Linked DNA regions of Mus musculus: region 2 is linked to region 1. A link is a contact called in public HiChIP or PLAC-seq data. All regions are on one chromosome and are shown on one strand. The core of a region is the stretch at or near the end of the contact, and the rest is flanking DNA. Distances in the headings are between cores, read along the strand shown. Region 1 has its middle 25 kb from the start of Gm40607. Region 2 overlaps Gm33104 (predicted gene, 33104).

Region 1 (5,972 bases), core at 1,902-4,401:
AATGTCTGGATGAATATTCATTAGCATCTCTTAATCTGCCATCGTCTGTGATTCATTAGGCATATGTAAATATCACTCACTTTAATTGCCCCTAAACTGACTTAACATAATATTGTCATTAGCAAATTATTAGTTATTTGTGTAACTAATGGTACATTATGGTATGCACGCTAAATCTCCAAATATATGATTATAATTAGGGCGATGTTTTATACTGGGGGCTTTCTAAACTATTTGATGAAATATAATGGAGTCAAATAAAATCCAGTATGTTAATAGGACAGTTGCATAACTTTCTTCCGCACCTTGGTGCTGTTGGCGCACCCTACTCTTCATTCTTCCTGACACTAGGCTGGCTGTTTCTTTTCTCATTTGTCTCCAAAGTCCCAGGAACTTCTCTGTCCTTCTCCTGCATTGCATCCAGCAGGACCCATGCAAGTTTGCTTTTGGCCAAGGTGATTTTCAAAAAAACATTCACTCACTGCCAATGGAGCAGTCTATATAAAATTGGCAGGGAGCATAAAGGAGATCATCTTGGTGGGGAGGGAAGTGTCTGAGGAGGACACACCAGAAGTTTTAGTCTGTGTGGTTATTTTGAAGGCTGACATTTGATTGGTAGACTTTCATGAGATAAAGAGCAGTGTTGCAGCCGTTGGACCCCTCCTGCATTCTTAGATTTCCTTTTTTTTTTTTTTTTTGGAAAATGTTACTGGCCCCTTTATCTCCCTAAGGGATTTATTTTACAACAAAGTCATGTAAGAAGGGCCCTTTGCTGACATCCATTTCCGTAGTAATATCAAGAGAATTGCTGTCTTTTATCCCTTATAATGATTATGAATCAACTACCAAGCTCCCAGGAACAAAGTTGACCTGGCATATTGGCAGGGAAGACTACAATTAGTATTCCTTTAGTCTCTGTTAATTGCCTAACTGGTGACAAGAATATGTTAATACAGAATGAGCTAACAGAGGAGGGAAGTCTTTTATCATGTTGTCCTCCTAAATATTAGTACACTAACTGGCCATTGATGTCTATAAACAGAGATTCAGATAAATGCCTGTTCCTGTCTTTGATAATGTTGTAGATTAATTGCCATTTCATCTTAATTTAATAAGAGATCCTTTTGGATTTTTTTAATAAAAGCTTACACATGGAAAAGAAATTACTGAGATAATGATAGCATAATAAGTATAAATTGTGGTACAAATCTCCTGGAGAGATAGGAATATCCCAGAAACATGGTCAAGAGTAGGTATATTAAAAACAAACCAAATGTTTTCAGTCTAGCATAGTTCAGGTTCAACAACACTGTTATAAAGTAATTATGATATTTTAATTGAGGGTGAATAACTGACTCTCATCCCTAAGGGGTTTAATTGTGAGTTTCAGAGATCTTTTAGCCAGTGTCACACCGATATTCACAAAGTGGCCCATCAAGGAGCCATTTCTGTGTTTATCAACATTTCTGACCAATCACTCATTAGTCTGAAGTTGGTAATCAGGCTTGTCTCCTCCACAGACTCGAGTTTACACAAGATGTAGGACTTTCTGTCTTCCAGAGAAGTCATATTTTGCCCATCACCTGCTGTGTATAAATAGAGTCCACTTGGAACATAAATATGCTAATTCATTTGCTATCATTTATGGTTGCATTGGCTGTAAAATGGCACAGTTGCATGTCTATCAGAGTTCACACTGTCCCTCAAAACCTAAAATATTTATTCTCTGGTCCTTTGCAGAAAGTTTGCTGAACTTATGGAGGAGTCCTAGTTAAACCGTTATCAATAGCATGCTTGTATTAAGCCTGATCAGGAGAAGTGACGTTGTGAGTTCCATATAAAACAAGCACTAAGTGAGTTTGTAAAGGAGACTTTGCTCCAAAAGGAATTACCACCCCATCTACTAAGGCCACTTATTATAAACACAGCCCTGAGAAGATGGCTGGATAAAGAAAGACCTGTGCCTTGTACATTAGGCAAACCCGAGCATGCCATTCAGGGCCCACCCCAAGGACTTCTGGAAAATAGCTCTTCCAACAATAGCTTTGTGGTATTTGTGAGGGCAAGTTAGATAAGAGAGAGAGAGACAGAGAGAGAGAGAGAGAGAGAGAGAGAGAGAGAGAGAGAGAGAGAGAGAGAGAGCCTAAAATGTCGCTTCTGGTATTCAGAGGATTCAGTTGTCAAAACCAGCTTCATACCTGAGACCGAAATTACAAACAAAGCAGGCAAAAAAGGTTGAGCGCTGCTTCCAGCTTCTATTATATAAGAAAACACCAGAGGAGAGGAAAAGATAAAGTTACCACGAGCCAGTTCACAGTGTGGTGTGTACTCTCATGTCTGCCCTTGAGAAAAAAGGTCCGTGCTAGTTACTTGACAAATCCCACTAAAACTCTTAAGGGTTTATCATACCATAGGAAATTCAGATAGGCTCTCTTAGGAGATTTTAAAGTTTGATCAAAAAAAATTCATTGAAATTGTTTTAATTTTAAAATTAAAAGCAAATACTGAATGTAAGACTTCTAGTCTAAGTACCATAAGATCAATTTGGAGTGAACAACAGAATAATGATGGTGGACTTTCTGGTATCTTATCTTTTTTACTGTTTGAGGGGTCTTTGTGATAATGATTCATACAGGAAGATTCATATCTTACTCATGAGTCATTCATTCGTATGAATAACTCCCTGGCTCACACCTGCACCTACTGAAAAGGAAGGAGAAAGTCCCCTCCCCCATCCCTGTGCCTGTAAACAATCAGGAAGTGGGCTAGGACCTGAAATTCTGCTCAGGAGGACTCCAAACCCAGAGGGCATCTGCAGCGTTGCTAGAGTTGATTGTCGCTTTGGAGAAAGGTTGTGGTTAGTAATGATGGTGGTGGTGCTTGGTGAAGGGGAAGTAACTGGTCTTCCGGGAAGACTTAGCATATTTACAAACAGGGAGAGGGTGGGTGTTTTGTTTTGTTTTGTTTTGTTTTGTTTTGTTTTGTTTTGTTTTGTTTTTCTGATTCTTATAGGTATCATGATTCCTTCTTATTCTCCAAGAAGTGTATTTTATCTTGTCTTGCATCATCTGGTTAGCCACAGACGTCATGAGTTGTTTTCCTCTGGCCCAATCATGTGGCTCAGTATTAGAGGGCTTGCTTGCTAAAGCACCATTCCTAGTTAACGTGAACTGAATCTGTATCTGTTGCTTGTAGTCAATGAACCTGACTAAGAGAGAGCCTCTACACAGTGCCTGAGAACGGTCTCCTTTTAACTCTACCAGTTCTACTTGACTGCGTGAGATCGTAAACGGTATCTACCCAGTCCCAATCTCAGGCCTTCCTTACTTTGAATATTTCATAAATATGTTTTAGAACATTCATATATTAGCATATAGATAGAGAAGCACTCCCACTCTGCTAATGTGTAAAAATGAGCAATGCTTTATATAGAAAGTAATTCATAAGGCTAATATGAGTATTATCCTGCAGAAGATCTCCAAGCTCAAGTTCAAATTGTATGTTTTCATTATTATTTCACACTAATGATACTCTTTGTGGACTATGATGATCACTGTTTTGTTTTGTTTTGTTTTGTTTTGTTTTTTCCCCTCTTAGCGCTGATTCTCTCTAGTCACAACTTAACTTCTTGGTTTGTGCACCTATCTCCTTGGACAGTGACATGGGCATAATCCAAATGTACATGGGATACATGAGAGAACAAATGTAGCTCAGATGTGTGGAGTATAGCAGGAGCTTGTATAAAGACTATTAATTTTGCATGGAGTAGGTTGGGGCATTCAGAATCTATTATAGGAAACAAAAGGCTATAAAAGCCAGTTTCTGTTCAGAGACTATAGTGCTGATATCAATACCCAATATGGACTAAGACAACTAACACTGGGCATGGGGGAGCCATAAGACAGCACAAAATGACAGACATTGGCTGTTTAGGAAACCTAAAAGTAAACAGTAATGCAATCTGTCATGTGACATATCTCTGACAAAATGTCACTTTTGTGTAATTCTGTATAAACATGGCTTTGAGGTAAAAAGGTTGGGCCCTTCATATCTGTCAGCCTTTGTTGTCCCTACCTCATTGAGCCAATGTGCCAGTCACTGTGTGTAATCATGCTTACCTATATGAGCCAACTTGTGCTTGGTCTGCTGGCATCTGCCTGCTTAGTGCTGTGTGCTATGAATAATGTATGTCCTAACTGTCTACAATTCCTTAGATCCCCTTCAGCCTCCGTTCATCCCTCCCACAACCCTTCTTCATTGTTGGTTTTGAAGGTTGGACCTCACACTGCTCCATAGTTGAAGTACACATTGGAGTTGGGGTAGGGCAGGGTTCTAGTAGCATGAGATAGATTTGTTGAAGAAAAAAGAACTTGTAAAAGAACAAATTAAAACATGTGACATATAGATGCCAACAGGGTGGGGGAGCATGGGAATAAATATACACAATGATAAGAATCTGTATTTCATTATAAGACGTTTGAAAGGAGTTCCACATTTAGGCAGGATACAACGTAATAAGATTAAAGGTTGTAGACATCTACTAGCAGGAGCAAGATGCAAAATGAGTTAGGAATCAAGATCAGAGAGCCTGGCATGCTAGCTCACACCTGTAAGATCAGCAGTCAAAAGACTGAGGCAGGAGAAAAGAAGGTCTGGGCTACATAGCAGAATCCTGTCTCAAAAAGTTAATTTGTCACTGAAAAGGGAGACATAACAACAGATCCTGAAGAAATCCAAAACACCATCAGATCCTTCTACAAAAGGCTATACTCAACAAAACTGGAAAACCTGGATGAAATGGACAAATTTCTGGACAGATACCAGGTACCAAAGTTGAATCAGGATCAAGTTGACCTTCTAAACAGTCCCATATCCCCTAAAGAAATAGAAGCAGTTATAAATAGTCTCCCAGCCAAAAAAAGCCCAGGACCAGACGGGTTTAGTGCAGAGTTCTATCAGACCTTCAAAGAAGATCTAATTCCAGTTCTGCACAAACTTTTTCACAAGATAGAAGTAGAAAGTACTCTACCCAACTCATTTTATGAAACCACTATTACTCTGATACCTAAACCACAGAAAGATCCAACAAAGATAGAGAACTTCAGACCAATTTCTCTTATGAATATCGATGCAAAAATCCTCAATAAAATTCTCGCTAACCGAATCCAAGAACACATTAAAGCAATCATCCATCCTGACCAAGTAGGTTTTATTCCAGGAATGCAGGGATGGTTTAATATACGAAAATCCATCAATGTAATCCACTATATAAACAAACTCAAAGACAAAAACCACATGATCATCTCGTTGGATGCAGAAAAAGCATTTGACAAGATCCAACACCCATTCATGATAAAAGTTCTGGAAAGATCAGGAATTCAAGGCCCATACCTAAACATGATAAAAGCAATCTACAGCAAACCAGTAGCCAACATCAAAGTAAATGGAGAGAAGCTGGAAGCAATCCCACTAAAATCAGGGACTAGACAAGGCTGCCCACTTTCTCCCTACCTTTTCAACATAGTACTTGAAGTATTAGCCAGAGCAATTCGACAACAAAAGGAGATCAAGGGGATACAAATTGGAAAGGAGGAAGTCAAAATATCACTTTTTGCAGATGATATGATAGTATATATAAGTGACCCTAAAAATTCCACCAGAGAACTCCTAAACCTGATAAACAGCTTCGGTGAAGTAGCTGGATATAAAATTAACTCAAACAAGTCAATGGCCTTTCTCTACACAAAGAATAAACAGGCTGAGAAAGAAATTAGGGAAACAACACCCTTCTCAATAGTCACAAATAATATAAAATATCTCGGCGTGACTCTAAGGAAGTGAAAGATCTGTATGATAAAAACTTCAAGTCTCTGAAGAAAGAAATTAAAGAAGATCTCAGAAGATGGAAAGATCTCCCATGCTCATGGATTGGCAGGATCAATATTGTAAAAATGGCTATCTTGCCAAAAGCA
Region 2 (5,560 bases), core at 159-2,658, 230 kb after region 1:
GAGAATCAAAAGTTCAAACTTGACTTCAAGTTGAAGACAGTCTGGACTATAAGAGATTCTGACTCAAATAAATTAAAGATAGATAGATAGATAGATAGATAGATAGATAGATAGATAGATCTTTTAAGTATAATCTAACATCACTAAATAAATAAATTTTTCAAAATGTTAGACATTGAATAAATAAACATCCAGGTAAATAATATGTCATTAGTACTGTCTTACCAGGTCTGTGATGGAAGGTCTATCAATGCAAATATTATAAATACACAAAATAACTTATCAGTTATTGAACATTTATCTGGAACAAAGTCATAAATTCAATATTATGCATAATACAAAAGGGAAAGAAATTTTTGTTAGAAAACAGATTTGTCATCCAAAACTTAGAGAGGAAGTCATATTGCAAAACAGAGATAGGAATAACAAAACAAACCACAAAAAAAAACCCCAAACAAACATAAAATCACTCAACATGGCCACTCAAATCCTAAAATAAATAAGAATATGCTGATTCTTAATTTGCTCAACCAGGAAAAAACAAGTGATGATCCAAACAAGAAGGTACTTGGCAAAAGGCTTATAAACAAGAGTTTGAAAGCCATTGCTTGAACTATAAACATGGAATTTTTTAAGTCTTCATAAAGAACGAAGAGCTTACAATATTTGCTAGACACATATTAGTACGCCATAATCTTCTCTGAGCTAGAAGATGGACAGTATTGTTACCCTGTAGCAAGTCCTCGGTAAAAATATGTCAAAGAAGATAATTAAGGAACCAGCTATTGCTTAGTTTATCCCAACATCCTTCACAAACTTAGAGCAGTAACTACCTGCAGGAGATGCCACACTTCTGTTATTTGCAAGCAACTTATTTTTATTTAGTGAAAGAAAAAAAATCTAATAACGGTTGTTTTAAATCTTATCCTCAGAGTTATGATATGAAAAATGTGCGTGCATGGTAATAATCATTATTTATAGTGTCTTATGGGCTAGGCACCATTCACAATCATGTATATATTTAATTTGTATAAAACTCTCTGAGGTTATGCAGTTCTTAACATTTGTGCCATTATAACCAAAACACTCAAGAGAATGAATTAAAGAAGGATTTGCCTTGGCTCAGAGATTCCAGCGCACAGTCTTTGGCACTATTGATTCTGGACTGTGGTAAAGGAATGGCCATGGAGACTGCTCACCTCATGGTAGACAGGAAGCAGAAATGGGGCTGGGGACCATGTGTTGCCTTCACAAGCACATGATTCACAAAGCCCCAGTTCCTTTGAACTTTGTTTTTAACGTGGATTACCATTGGATACCTCCAAATGTCTTAGAGGCACTGCCTCTATGATGAGTTTGCCGCAGCTTGGAAACTCTTGCTCAGCGTCCTCCCTATCAAGGTCTAGGAGAGATCTGAGGTTTTCACCCTGTGTGAAAGCAAGCAATTCAGGGCACCAGCTTTCTGAGCAAAGACACAGCCTGGGGCTGGAGACAAGACATCCTTGCTCCAAGAACAGCAGGCAAGCATGAGCGTGCTTTGTACAGTAGGTCATCATGCCACATGAAAGTAATGAAAGGAAGCATTGTGAATACCACAAACAGAGTAGGGTGGTACCTTAGCCATGTCATCTCAGGAGTAAGAGTATGCAACTTATCTTATTGGGCTATAAGAAAATTGTCCGGCCTTTGTTTCAGAGAGAGTTTATTAGGCTGGGCTATTAACAAACCAGCTTTCTGTTCTGAAAAACAAAGCTATCCAGATTTTTTAAGAGTACTTACTCACTGCACAAGCATTCCCAAAAAGATAGTTCAGAATGAAACTGTGATCTGTGTGTGCCCACACCCTCAAGGTGCTGGGAACTATCCTTCAGCAAGCTTGTACTGACAGAGTGTGAGGAATACTCTTGTTCTATGGTATTGCCCTTTCCCATTTATCTTAAATCGCCATTGAACGTGATAAAACCTAACAGAATTCAGGGAATGTTACCTACAAATATGGTACTTTGGTTTTTGGTCACGGTCACAGCAATCTATCTAATACAGTACCTTACAAAATCAAAGTTTCACTCCGAGATCCTTAGCGAAACTAGCAAGATATGATTCTCATCAAATGCTTTTGTCAAGTTTAGTCCACTCTCACTTCTGCATGGAGTCTTAGGAATGGATACTGTTCTTGGCTCTTGGTAGCCCAAGTTTAACAAATGGGATTTGTTAGGAAATTCAACCCAGAATGGATGACTTCCAAGCCCACATTAGCACCAATACATTTTACAGACATGAATTCCTGTAGGATTTACCATGGTCACCATTATGCCACAGCACTCATACAAATGTTTTAAGTGGTTGAAACACTGGTCTACAGCTATTTATCTAATTTCAACTGTTTAAATGATTACTATTCTGGAAAACGCACAAGTGCCTTTATATACACAAAACAGATGGGAGGAAAGAGAGCTAAGGTTAGAATGTTTGTGAATCAAATCTTCCATGTAGGGAGCGAGAAAGATGGCTCAGTGGGTAAGACCACTTTCTGGGAAAACAAGGAAATCTGAGTTCAGTCCTTTAGTACCCACATAAGAAGCTGGGCAGGGACATAACACATGGTTGTAATCCTAGTGCTATGGGGACAGAGGGTCACCAGGGCTTGCTAGCTGACAGCCTAGCTCCAGAATCAGTACAAGTCCCTATATTGGAAAAATAAGGTAGAGAGTGATAGAGGACAGTAGACATTCTCCGTTGACCTCCACAGGTATGCAGTCCATACCTGTGTGCATACCTCCCCAAAGCACACACAAGACACTATTTATTGTTCCACCTTCATACATACTTCAAGATAAAGGTTTTTGTTACTACAATTTTCCAGATATAGAAAGTATGCTTATGTATTCCAAGATCGCTCAATGGGGAAAGACACTTGCTGCCAAGTTTGGTGACCTGAATTTGATCCCACACAGTAGAGGGAGAGAACCAACTCTCACATGCTGTCCTTCAACCAATACACACACACACACACACACACACACACACACACGATGAGGGAGGGGGACTGGAGGAGAGAATACATAATTAAATATAATTTTTAAAATGAATAAGTATTTAGCAATGTTTGACAAAAACATTACAAACTTCAAATAATCATTAAGTAACAGAGCTCAAATTGGAGGCTAGTGTGGTCTGTTGTCCTTACCTCTCCACTGTTTCCTGACAGCACATATATTCGAAGTTTGGTTACTTTCAAACAAGATAAGGTAGGCTGAATTCTAATATACCTTTCCTGGAATCTTCTTTGAAAACCAACTTTCTGCAAACACTAATGGATAAAGAGAAAGCAATTTGTGGCATGAAATAGAGAGTTGGTATGCATGCAGCACATTCATGCCCAAGAGCCCTTGTGTGAGCAGTCAGGGACACATGGCTTGTTAGGAGTCAAAGCCATACAATGCGGTCACATCACACAAGCAAATGATGCTTACTTATACCTCCAAGTCATACTTGCCTGCTCATAGCGTGAAGATGTCATAAAGCCCTGCCTGTCACAGAGTACACTGGTCATCTGTAGAAGTTAAGTCTGCTTCTTCATCCCACCTCCATGATCCAAGAGATAAGTCCCAGCTTAAGATACATTTACAAATACCTTAGCCATGTAGCTAGGCTCTTCTTCGGCTAGATCATAACTTTAAATAACCCATTTATTCTAATCTACATTTGCCATATGGTTGGTCACCTGTGCTCAGGTACTATGCATAGTCCATCTGGGTCACATCTTCCCGGGCAAATCTCCTACTTGGTACTATCCCAGAATCCTTTCTGCTTCCCAGATGTCCCACCTCCTATTTCTTGCCTAAACTATCAGCCACAAGATTTTTATTGACAGGTGCCACATTCATACAGACACAAGACATTTTTTCTACAGCCATCTATTGCTATACAGTCATGTGCTGCACAGTGCTGTTTTGACTACTTATTAATCATGTATATCCTAGTGTTCCCATAATATTATAATGGAATAAAGAATTGTCTGTAATCTAATGACACTGTTAGGCATCAAAGTGCACAATGCACTACCAGTCATAAAAAAGTGTGTCCTAGTCAGTTATTATATAGTATTAATGACTAACCACGTGACAGGTTTATGTATTTACCTCTTATCATTATTTTAGAATATCCCTCCTATTTTTAAAAAGAACAATTTACTGCCAAACACTATGCCATGGAAAGCTGGCATCAGTCTTACAGCTCTGGTTTACCAAGAGTCTTAATTGCATCATTTTATCTATACTTGACTTAACCTCAGATGGCTTCTTTCTCATGACCCAGGACAGACAGACAGACAGACAGACAGACAGACACACACACACACACACACACACACACACTACTTATATATAATCGTTGCAGCTCTTTAGTTTCTATTCCCTCTTTATCCAACACTCAATTGAAATAAATATTTTTGTAAAATTGTGGCGATACACAAAGTTTCTTGGGAACTGTGGTAGTCCGAATATGATTGGCTAATGGGAAGTGATACTACTAGGAGGTATGGCCTTGTTGGAAAAGGTATAGCTTTGTTGGTGGAAGTGTGTCACTGTGTAGTCAGGCTTTGAGATCTCCTAGTGCTCAAGCTCTAGTGTGTGTGTGTGTGTGTGTGTGTGTGTGTGTGTGTGTATTCTTGGCTGCCTTCAGAAGAGAGTTAGTCACCTCCTTGCAGCCTTCGGATCAAGATATAGAATTCTCAGCTCCTCCAGCACCATGTCTGCTTGCATGCTACCATGCTTCCTGCCATGGTGATAATGGACTGAATGACTGAAAGTGTAAGCCAGCCCCAATTACCTCTTGTTCTTTATAAGAGTTGCCTTGGTCACGGTATCTCTTCACAGCAATGAAATCCTAACTAAGACAGTGACCTAAGGAAGAAACATGTGGAAGCAGAAAGCAACTCACACAACATAATCAACAGCACTGGAGGTGTTCTCAGAGTACGCCTTATTATGCCACCCAGCCCTAATCTTTTCTTTGAGTCTGAGATGACATAATACTTCATTTTATACAATAGAGCTCCAATGCTTTGTGTTATCTGTTTTATGGCATCAAACTTCTTTTCACAGACACTTAGAAGCTCCTTAAAGACAGAAACCTCATCATATCTGCTGTGGGGGACGCTGGTTTGTGACTGAAAGAAAAACAGTAAGAAGTTCATAAATGTTGGAAATTGGCCCACACAAATCCCACACTCGTGTGAACGTGCCCATCTTCTATAGAGCCATTACCAACTTGAAGATACAAACTAATGTTTATCCATATTTGACTCCTCACTTTACACCAAAGTGGCTTTTAATTTCAATGACCTAGCTTTGAATTTTTATCCATTCCCACATAGAAAATTATATTTTGTAAACACTGGGGAATGCACAATGCTTCTTAAAAACCTGATGGATACATTGTTTCAACTTGAATGTGTGTAATGCCATATGGCCCTAGGGACCAATCTCTCAAAGAGATGTTCTCCCAGTGCAAGTTACATTCCTCAAGCTCAACCTCCAGGAATATCTCTCAAGGGCAC

What was found. HiChIP or PLAC-seq counts read pairs in DNA pulled down with a chosen protein or histone mark.
Region 2: a BATF HiChIP or PLAC-seq map of CD8 T cells shows a contact between it and region 1, with 15 read pairs. The contact joins two enhancer-like sites. A contact is called at or near these places in 1 of 484 Hi-C or Micro-C datasets (the G1E-ER4 cell line) and 2 of 115 datasets of contacts at active chromatin or transcription factors (CD8 T cells and embryonic basal ganglia).

Annotation. Positions count from the first base shown.
Region 1 is chr10:19,265,485-19,271,456 of GRCm38.p6, forward strand. No RefSeq gene overlaps it. Among named protein-coding and RNA genes, the nearest start is that of Gm40607, 25 kb to the left of the region's middle. Within about 2 kb of position 3,152, at least 23 of the 459 cell types and tissues checked have an H3K27ac peak or open chromatin away from gene starts, as enhancers often do. A contact at or near this core is called in CD8 T cells, where this site is marked.
Region 2 is chr10:19,496,918-19,502,477 of GRCm38.p6, forward strand. The region is part of intron 2 of Gm33104 (predicted gene, 33104); the gene reads left to right. Among named protein-coding and RNA genes, the nearest start is that of Gm33104, 13 kb to the left of the region's middle. Within about 2 kb of position 1,409, at least 34 of the 459 cell types and tissues checked have an H3K27ac peak or open chromatin away from gene starts, as enhancers often do. A contact at or near this core is called in CD8 T cells, where this site is marked.